Linked DNA regions of Arabidopsis thaliana: region 1 is linked to region 2. A link is a contact called in public targeted proximity ligation data. All regions are on one chromosome and are shown on one strand. The core of a region is the stretch at or near the end of the contact, and the rest is flanking DNA. Distances in the headings are between cores, read along the strand shown.

Region 1 (5,054 bases), core at 1,326-3,825, 37 kb after region 2:
CAAAAGACTTGACACTGAGATCTCAAAGCTGAAACTCAAGTCAGACAGCTTGAAGATAGCTGCTTTGAAAAAAGGCATAGACGGAAACAATGACGGTAACAAGAGTGGAATGAATCATACCACCAACACAAAGGCAAACTCGATGGCATCAGCAAAAGTATGGGAGAATAATCAGGGGGCAGAGTCGAAAATCAAAAGAGAGAGGGAATGTGTGATGTGTTTGTCTGAAGAGATGAGTGTGATATTCTTGCCTTGTGCCCATCAGGTTCTTTGCTCTAAATGTAACCAGCTTCATGAGAAGGAAGCCATGGAAGATTGCCCGTCTTGTCGAGCCAAAATCCAGAGGAGGATTCAGGCTCGTTTTGCTCGCGGGTAAAAGCGCTTGGGTTTTGAATCAATATGGCAATGAAGGTTTTGCTTTGGTTTTATCTCTTTGGACTGCTCTATTTACATCTAAATTATACACAGCTTGTAAAGAGTGACTTCACAATTTGCTCATTTCTATATATCCCTCAATAATAAATGGAAGAAGACTTTCCTAAACAACCTACTCAATACATGTTCGTTGAACTTGCATGATTATAATTCTGTAGGACTTGACTTTTAACATTAGATGTGGCCTTTGATCTACATCTAAAACAAAAGAAAAACCTTTATTCATACTATTCTATGCTTTATTCTATGAGAGTTCCTTTAAAACTCTACTGTGCTCGTTGTGCAGTAGAGTTTGACTTTTAACATTAGAATTGGTCTTAGAAGTCTAACTCAAAGTTGGTCAAAACAGGACAATAGAAATTATCCATTAATTAATCGTATAATTCATTTATCTTCATCCATTTTTTTCGATTAACAACCCACATACGTATTTTGGATAATAACATGGTCGCAAAACTTATATAAGTTACTTGATTACAAACATCAATCCAGACTTTTTTTTATAATAAAAAAATCGCCGCAAAAAAGAATGAACTAAATTTGTTTCCAAGATTAACTATCTTTCAATATTTTGAGTTTACCGCTCGATATGCACTGAATTCTATCAATTCAAGGGTGCTAATGATTATAATATTGTTTGTTTCACATCGGTTAACTCATCTTTTGTTTATACCATTAAACTTACATTGTAGTAGGTGCACTATCTTGACTCTTGGCCATTAATATATACATTTGTATATGACCATTTATCCATTGATGTTTTAAGATATGAATTTTTGGTTAATGATCAACGAGGCAAAGACTTGTATACACCATTTTAGAGTTTGATTGTACTCTCGTGAGTTTGGCCGAAAAGAAAAACGCCTTTTTCATGAAGAGATTATGAATACACAACCATATGTGCCGCTTTTTATCATCACTGCGTGTGGATGAATCAACCCTTTTAATTAATAATCTTCCTTTATCAAAATACACAAATGGTTGAATTATAATGTATATATAGTTCATTAGTCTCCTAGGGATATGATTAACATGTATCTTAGTTTATATATAGGAAATGATTGTTGAAAATAGATATCAGCTCGTCTTTGTGTGTGGCCATTGAATAAAACGGTCCAACCATGATGAAATATAGGGTTTGATGCGTCCTAATATAGATACACACAACTTAATATATTGTTCTAAGTTGAAAATTTGTTATTAGACTACTCCAATCCAAGAAGTATACCGTGTATCTTTGAGATCATATTACTTAACTGCTATATGTCATATAATTGTATATGTCGAATTTGTAATCATTGTAAAGGTAATTATTAGAAGCCGTAAGTTTTTCGTAATGTGTAGCAAGTGTGGAGCATAAAGAAAAAACAGCAGATGTAGTGAAAATGACTAGTCATATAGCATCACTAATATTCATCTCATTAGCTCTCTATCACCACCATCATCACCGACATCACCATGATCATCATCATCAAAGATCTCATAGTAGTTTTTTGTTTTTTGTTTTTTTGATAAAATTTGGTGAGAACATCGGTGCAATGTGATCATGACGACTGAGAAGATACAAACACACATTCCAACAGGTGTGCAAATTCTCTCTATCGATGGGACCATAATTTTAGATCTTCTTTGGCTATGATCACTTGGAATGTTCTCTCTTGGCTTCCTTACAAAACTAGAGATCCACTTATACTCTAATCCGATGCAATAACATATGATATTAAATTAAAAACAACTATATTGATATACGAATTTTAAGTTTAGCCTAAGAAGAAAACACATTCAGACCAAAATTTTGTGTATACCAAAAACACAAACTCTGCTATGAAGAATATTATCGATCATCAGTCATTATACGCACATCCTAAACCTAAGATTTTTGTTATTAGGGTTAAGTAATTAAACTTGCGTTAAAAAAAAACAGTTAGCTGACGTGTCAACAGACATAAAGCCCAAAGTACACACATGTCACGTGAGTCACGACCCCACCACCACGAGTCAACAACCACCCTAGGCTCTCCTTTCTCTCGAAGCTGCTGACCTGTTACTCCGAACCTAAGGCTCGGACAGCCGTTTTCCCTGTTGCATATTCCCGACATAAAATTACATTTGTTTTTATTTTTCACTGACACAAACGAATCACAAATGTAAAAACTAAAACCCACTTCTCACTACTAGCATTTATGACTCCTTTTCTTCACAAAGCCACCCTAAGAAAATCTCAGAAACTAAAAGCACAACAAAAGCAAGAGGAAGACGAAGAAAGTGTATTCAGCTCTTGATTTCGCTTCCTTCTTAAGCCATTTTGATTACCCTTTTTGTCTCTCTCACACAGTCACACTTCTCTTTGAAGAAACCATTTTATCTATCTTCCATTTTCCCTCCCTTTTTAGTCATTTGACGTCACTAGTATCAAAATCCGCCATTAAAACTCCCACAAGAACCCTTACTTTCTCTTTCTGACCCATTTCTCAACTATAAAGCTTGTCTCTGTTTTGTGTTTTTTTTTATAAAGTCTCTGTTTTTAAAGCTGTAACGGCTACAATGAGATTTGCTACTCTGTTTTCGGTTTTGCTGCTTCTTCTTCGATTCGGTTTAATCGTGGAATCGATCATCGTCCCAGTTGATTTCTTGGCTCTGCAAGCGATTCGTAAATCACTCGATGATTTGCCAGGTTCCAATTTCTTCGATTCATGGGATTTCACCTCTGATCCTTGTAACTTCGCAGGAGTTTACTGTGACGATGATAAAGTAACCGCGCTTAACCTCGGTGATCCAAGAGCCGGTTCACCCGGTTTATCTGGTCGGATTGACCCGGCTATTGGAAAACTCTCTGCTTTAACGGAGCTCTCTATCGTCCCGGGTCGGATCATGGGTTCGTTACCGCATACAATCTCACAGTCAAAGAATCTTCGATTTCTCGCAATCAGTCGGAATTTCATCTCCGGTGAGATTCCAGCGAGTCTAAGCGAGCTTCGGGGACTCAAAACGCTTGATTTGAGCTATAATCAGCTAACCGGGTCGATCCCTCCGTCAATCGGATCCTTACCGGAGCTATCCAATCTGATTCTATGTCACAATCACTTGAACGGATCAATTCCTCAATTCCTCTCACAATCCTTAACCCGAATCGATCTCAAGCGCAACAATCTCACCGGTATAATTTCTCTGACGTCTCTTCCGCCGTCGTTACAATATCTCTCGCTCGCTTGGAACCAGCTAACCGGTCCAGTATACCGGGTTTTACTCAGATTAAACCAGCTCAATTACCTTGATCTCAGCTTAAACCGGTTCACCGGTGCAATCCCCGGTCAGATCTTCACCTTCCCGATCACCAATCTTCAATTACAACGCAATTTCTTCTACGGCGTGATCCAACCGCCGAATCAGGTAACAATACCAACCGTCGATTTAAGCTACAACAGATTCTCCGGCGAGCTTTCTCCGCTTCTCTCCAACGTACAGAACCTATATTTGAACAATAACCGGTTCACCGGTCAAGTTCCGGTTAGCTTCGTGGATCGGTTATTGGCATCGAATATTCAAACACTGTACCTCCAACACAACTTCTTGACGGGAATACAAATTAGCCCGGCGGCAGATATTCCGGTGAGCAGCTCGCTGTGTCTGCAATACAACTGTATGGTGCTACCGGTACAGACGCCGTGTCCGGTTAAAGCCGGTTTGCAGAAAACTAGACCCACAACGCAGTGCAGCGAGTGGCGAGGGTAAAGACGTAATTTCAAGAAGTTGTTTGATTTTTCGTGTCTTTCTCCGGTAGATAACAAAAACGATTTGTTTATTCGTTGGTGACTTCGTGAATTGGTAAAATGATAATGATGATGTATGTCAACTTTAATTGCATCACATTATACATATGCTTCGAATAAAATGTTATGAATGGTATTACTTTTTGTTAGATTTCATTTGATGGTAATGCTGAATAAAAGTGTCATTTCATAAATTTCCTAAATCAAAAGAGAACATGAATAAAAACATACAATACATTTTCACTCTATAAAGTAATGTCTGAAACCAAACCATGACAAAAGTTTATATGTTACTACTACATCGCATACCATTGGAATATATATAACCTTTTAAAAATGGTTTTATCACAACAACAAGACACTTTCCACACAGACACACACCATAGCCTCTCTTTTTTTTTTTTTTTTCTATAACTTAAGCCTTATTTGATGATTCTCACTTGTGTTGTATTATTCATCATCATCTTCTTCTCTACATTTTACATATATAACTTATAGAGACCATATGTATGTGTAGAGAGACGCATCAGTAGTAGAAATGTCTCCTTCGAACCCTCTTCTTACTCATAATCGGCGCCTCACCGCTCCCCGGAAATTCCCACTTCACAAGATCTCCGTCCCACGAAGAGCTTATAAGCGTTGGGTAATATGGGTGCCAATTACAGTCTCTTACAGGTGAGCTATGGTGCTTTAGCACTGCCACTTTATCTCCACTTACCTAAGAACAGGATCACGAATCCAAGATTGGTCAAAACAGAGACAATAATTCAGCACACACCAATTGGTAAGAAACATAAACCATAAAGTGCTACACTTTTTCATTTGACTGTCTCTTAAATGTGTTTATGA
Region 2 (5,316 bases), core at 1,325-3,824:
TAATACTTTCCCACATTTATCTTTAATGTCACACATTGTGATTAATTCTCTAGATGAACAACACAATAAATGAGCTGTAGAGTTATGGGCAAAAAAATAAATAAATTTTGGTTGGTGAGATAAACTTATTTTGTAAAAATCACTTGTTTCCTATTTATTTTGAACGTGTGTTTGTATATTTTTCTCTCTCTCTCTTCAACATCCATCTTCGACCATCAATGTCAATTTCTCTCTTATGCTCCCTAGAATTTCTGTCATACGCAGCCCTTGGGCCATTACCATCTCGACAAACTTCGTTATCAATGATAATTTACCAACCTTAACAAAATCAAACAAATAATTCAATTAAGGTGACATATATTAAAAAACTACAATGTCTAAAAAAAGGAGAAAAGAAAAAACTACGATGTCAAAGAAAAAATAATAGAAAGAATGGATAAATTACACTTCATCACCGATGACAAAAACCAGTAAATTGATTGTACTAGAAAGATCTTACGAAACACTATAAATTAAAAAGATCTTACAAACAAACTAGAGAGAAAAAAAAATCTCTAGATCTAAAAGCATCTCCAACAGACCCTCAAACCCTCAAATTTGAGGGGTTTTTAACTCTAACTCCAACAACCCTTCAAACCCTCATGGCACTATTCACACCCTCAAAATATTTCTCTTATTTCATTTTAGTCTTTGTACTTTATATTCCTTACAAATAATTCTATTAAAGTCAACTATTTCAAATATATTCATATAAATTTAAATAAATGAAAATTATTTAAATATAAAAAACAAATACAACAATAATAGTACACTGAGCATTTCAACACAAATTAAAATTAACATTACAATGATAAATAAATACATAAACACACAAAATAAATTAACACTTGAAAAAATTACATTAAAACATAACTAATAAAAAATTAAATTCGTAATGCAATATTAATATTCAGGTAAATTTGATCCTGAACCTCCAAGATCACCAAAATATTGTCCATAAACATTTGATGGAATCGGAGGTTGTTGTTGTTCTTGATTTCTTTTTTGTATGATTCTTGCTTGTTCAGATCGTATAAATTCACATGTATTACTATCATCAATATCGCTTAAACGTGTTAGCAATATTTTATTTTCCTTCCCTATTTCTTTTAGAGCTAATTTTTTTGCTTGATTTTGCATACGCAATTGAGCCATCTCATAATCCTTGCTTCTAGTTGATGCACTTTCTTTCAAAAAATCAAGAGAGACATCTCATAACAAGAAGCATGCCGAAAAGATGTTGAACGTGCGTTTGGAGTCTTACAATCGAAGTTTGCTATCATAGCATGATCGTCATGTTACTGGAACAAAGAAGTATTGCATGATATAATGACAGCTTGCATTATAATGCATAACATAATAATTGAGGATGAACATGATATCAATGCACTGATTAGAGATTCAAGATTGATGCCACCGCCAACAGTTGAAACGGGGTTAAATGAACAGACAAGATTTCAACAATTTTTATCTTATAATCTACAGATAAAAAATAAAGAGACTAATTTATCACTTTGAAATGCATTGAGTGATCATATATGGGAGCATTTTGGAAATATTTATATAGAGTAATTTTGTAATTTTATAAATCATTTTATGTTTTTTTTTATGTTTTTTTTTTAATTTATATATAATATTATATTATTATATGGAGTTTTTTTTTTAAATCTTGTTTGGCATAATTGTTTCTATAATATATGTGTTATATTTATTTGTGAAAGTTTTATCACTATAACTGATTATTGTTAAAAATTGAGGATTATAATGTAAATACTTCAAAAAATTAAAATAAATTTGTGGGTATACCATTGGAGTAAGTGACCCTCAAATCTTCATTTTGAGGGTGTGCCCCCTTTAAAATGAGGGCCATTGTTGGAGATGTTCAAAGAAGAAGAAATAAGGTGAGATGGCATGGGGAACCATGACTAGAGCAACCTTCAAGACACTCTATTTTCTTTTTATTATTAGTGTGGTGCTTTTTCTTCTTTTATAATTGGTGTCTCGTATTTTTCATTTCACACAGTTATTAGGGACCTCCCACACTTATCTTTAATTGTCACAAACTGTGATTAATTCTTTATATGAACAACACAATAAATGAGCGGTGAAGTTATGAACGAAAAAAATAAATTTTAGTTGGTGAAATAAATTTATTTTATAAAAATCACTTGTTTCCTTTTTATTTTGAACGTGTGTTTGTATTTTTTCTACTTTTCTCTCTTATTATTTGAGTTACTTAATATAATATAATTTATCTATTTTTATATAATAAATTAATATTTAATTTTTCTTATATTTTAAGATTTATCCGTTGTTTTTTTTAAGTAAATAATTATATATAAAATAAACGAAATATCTAATATTAAGTAACTAAAATGGAGAAGAAAAAGAAAAAGAGAGAGAGAGAAAGCATGCCAAAGGGAGCGAAAGAGAAGGATGAAATTGAGAGGGGCAAATTCGTGTTACTAAGTATATTACCGTAAAACAAATGAAAATCGAAAGAAGTGTCTCTTTTTGCAAACAATGTTGGCCAAAGTTTGTTATTAAGGTGTACTAGTTGGGTCAAAGAGTTGTTATTTGTTCCTTTGGGTCGACATAGAGTCGGGTTTAGTTTTGTTAATTGAATAATTCTAAGCCTCAAAAAAATCTTAAGAATTAAACTGTCTTCTTCTTCGGTCCCAGCCAAAAATCCAGAAGATTCTTAAATCTCATTTCTGCGGCGTAGGTGAAGTCTTAGCGATAAGCTTTGTTTCTTCTTCTTCTTCTTCTTTACCCATGGATTTTTAACGAACAAGAGAAGAGAAGAACCAAGTTTTCTTCGAAAGGATTGAACTTTGTTTCTTTCTCTTCAGCTACAACAACCAAAAAATGATCAAGCTTTGCTTCATGACTTCTCATGGTTATTCAATCCCTGGCCTTGGTCTTCCTCAAGACCTCTGCAACACCGAAATCATCAAGGTAACTAATTCTTCAGAGTCATCATTTCATTTTCATATTGGATTTTTGATAATTTGGTTGCTTCTGTTATCTGGGTTCCTGTAAAATTGGTGTCTTTCGTCTACATCTGGTTGAATTTCATGACTTGAATGCTTCAGTTTATCTGGGTTCGTGTAAAGTTGGTGTCTTTCGTGTACATCTTGTTGGATTTGATGATTTGAATGATTCAGTTTATATAGGTTCATGTAAAGTTAGCATCTTTGATTTGCGTTTTTTGCGTCTGCGTTTTGTTGGATTTGATGGCTCTTGTTTTGATTCTGTTATTGTCAATGAATGAATCAGCAGAATAGCCGGTCTCATCTGGTGAATCCCGGAGCAAGACAAGAGATCATACCTGCAAGCTCCTTCAATCTGAATACAGAACTCTTGGAACCATGGAAACCGGTTTCTTCATTTAGCCAATTCGTGGAGATTGATTCAGCCATGATGAAACCTCTGCTCATGGATGTTCATGGTAAGGCTCAATTACTGCTTCTGGTTTTATCAGTTAATAATGAACCTTTCTGCAATCAGTTCGTTAATTTACATGAACTTGCTTTATGGTTGATACAGAGACGGCACCAGAATCTCTGATTTTGAGCTTTGGAATCGCTGATAAGTTTGCAAGACAAGAAAAGGTGATGGAGTTTCTTCTGTCTCAGTCAGAGGAGTTCAAGGAAAAAGGATTCGATATGTCGCTGTTAAATGAATTGATGGAGTTTGAGTCTATGAAATCCAGTTCTCAGCTACGACCGTATGATACTTCCTCTGTTCTTTACTTGAATCAAGAATTAGGGAAACCGGTTTTGGATCTCGTTAGGGATATGATGGAGAATCCAGAGTTCTCTGTGCGATCGAATGGTCATGTTCTGTTCTCTTCAAGTAGCAATCCTGAGTTGAATGATCTACTTTCTATTGCTTCCGAGTTCAATTTGTCAAGGAATTCAACAACAAAATGGAGACAGCTCTCACCGCTTATCCCACACTTTCAGAGGTAAAATCCATCGCCCAGATTTATGCTCGCTTGTGTTGCGTTGATTTCTCGGTGTTAAAACCTTTCACTGTTTTTCTAAGCAGGTTTGAAAGTGACGTATTTACACCGGCTAAGCTGAAAGCAGTTACAGTGCTAGCACCTTTGAAGAGGTAATATAATCTCATCGCTACTTGCTTCTATAACTACTTACTTTTGTGTTGTTAGTGTTCTCATATTCGTATTCTTTTTTTCATTCGAACAAGTCCTGAGAAAAGCAGGCTCAAGTCACCAAGGAAACACAACACGAAGCGAAAAGCTAAAGAGAGGGACCTATACAAAAGAAATCATCTCCACGCTTACGAGAGCCTTCTCTCTTTAATGATAGGCAATGATCATCGACACAAACACACAACAGTACTCTCTTTACAGAAATCATGTGGAGAGCTCTCAGAGCTTCTGACTCAGTTCTCTATCACTGCTGCTGGAACTGGAATCGCTGTGCTCTTTTCTGTCGTATGTAGCCTTGCTTCAAGGCGTGTACCCTTTTGCGCAAATAAGTTCTTCGACACTGGGCTTGGTTTGAGTTTGGTAATACTGTCATGGGCTGTGAATAGACTCAGGGAGGTGATTGTTCATGTCAATAGGAAAGCGAACAAGCCATGTTCAAGTTTGAAAGATGACGAAATCATAAACAGTGTGGAGAGAAGTATGAAGGAGGTTTACTACAGAGCTGCAACGGTAATCGCGGTGTTTGCGCTTAGGTTTGCATGTTGAAAAATCGGGGTGAGAGGTAAAAATCTTGATTTACTACTCCATGGAAAGCTTCTAAAAGGTCGTTTGTAAATGACTAAAACTTGTTTAGTAGCTGTAAATGTGAAAGATGATATTATGTGGTAGAACCTAAGATTAAGAGGTGAAGAATTTTGAAGAGAATAAATGTTTTGCAAGAATGCGTTTGTTCCATCACTACAAGCTCCAACATTTCTTCATCCTCCACCATATCAATTTTGTTCAAGAAGCACACAAGTGATGGAATACCAACCTGTGGCGAATTACAACCTAAAAAAACAGTCATAATTTCTTCAGTAGCTTTTCGATCAAGTCACACAACAATGATGTTCTTCGGTTTGAACATATGGTAAAGTAAGGGCCATGAAACTTTAATTGTGTGAAGAGAATGAAATCAGAGCCTCGCGTTGACGACCCTGCTTGTACTGGTAAATCAGTAGTTTGCATATTTCGTCTACTATGCTCGTCCTATTTGCGTTGTTTGACCCCTTCTTGTAATGGAAGTTGTAACACAAACATAAATAATAACTAGAGGGAAC

The links.
Region 1: a contact with region 2 is called in a targeted proximity ligation map of shoot, with 10 read pairs. A contact is called at or near these places in 5 of 26 Hi-C or Micro-C datasets (leaf, root, rosette leaf and 1 more) and 1 of 2 datasets of targeted methods (shoot).

The regions. Positions count from the first base shown.
Region 1 is chr4:1,326,973-1,332,026 of TAIR10.1, forward strand. It overlaps AT4G03010 (RNI-like superfamily protein), which reads left to right and starts at 2,576. Exons shown (of 1, transcript NM_116535.2): 1 at 2,576-4,415. The coding sequence starts at 2,980. The coding sequence ends at 4,167. AT4G03000 (RING/U-box superfamily protein) reads left to right here. Exons shown (of 3, transcript NM_116534.5): 3 at 1-548. The coding sequence ends at 376. AT4G03020 (transducin family protein / WD-40 repeat family protein) reads right to left here. Exons shown (of 10, transcript NM_116536.5): 10 at 4,427-4,923. The coding sequence ends at 4,732.
Region 2 is chr4:1,289,909-1,295,224 of TAIR10.1, forward strand. AT4G02920 reads left to right here and starts at 2,575. Exons shown (of 5, transcript NM_116526.4): 1 at 2,575-2,997; 2 at 3,322-3,490; 3 at 3,589-4,009; 4 at 4,093-4,158; 5 at 4,252-5,316. The coding sequence starts at 2,908. The coding sequence ends at 4,762.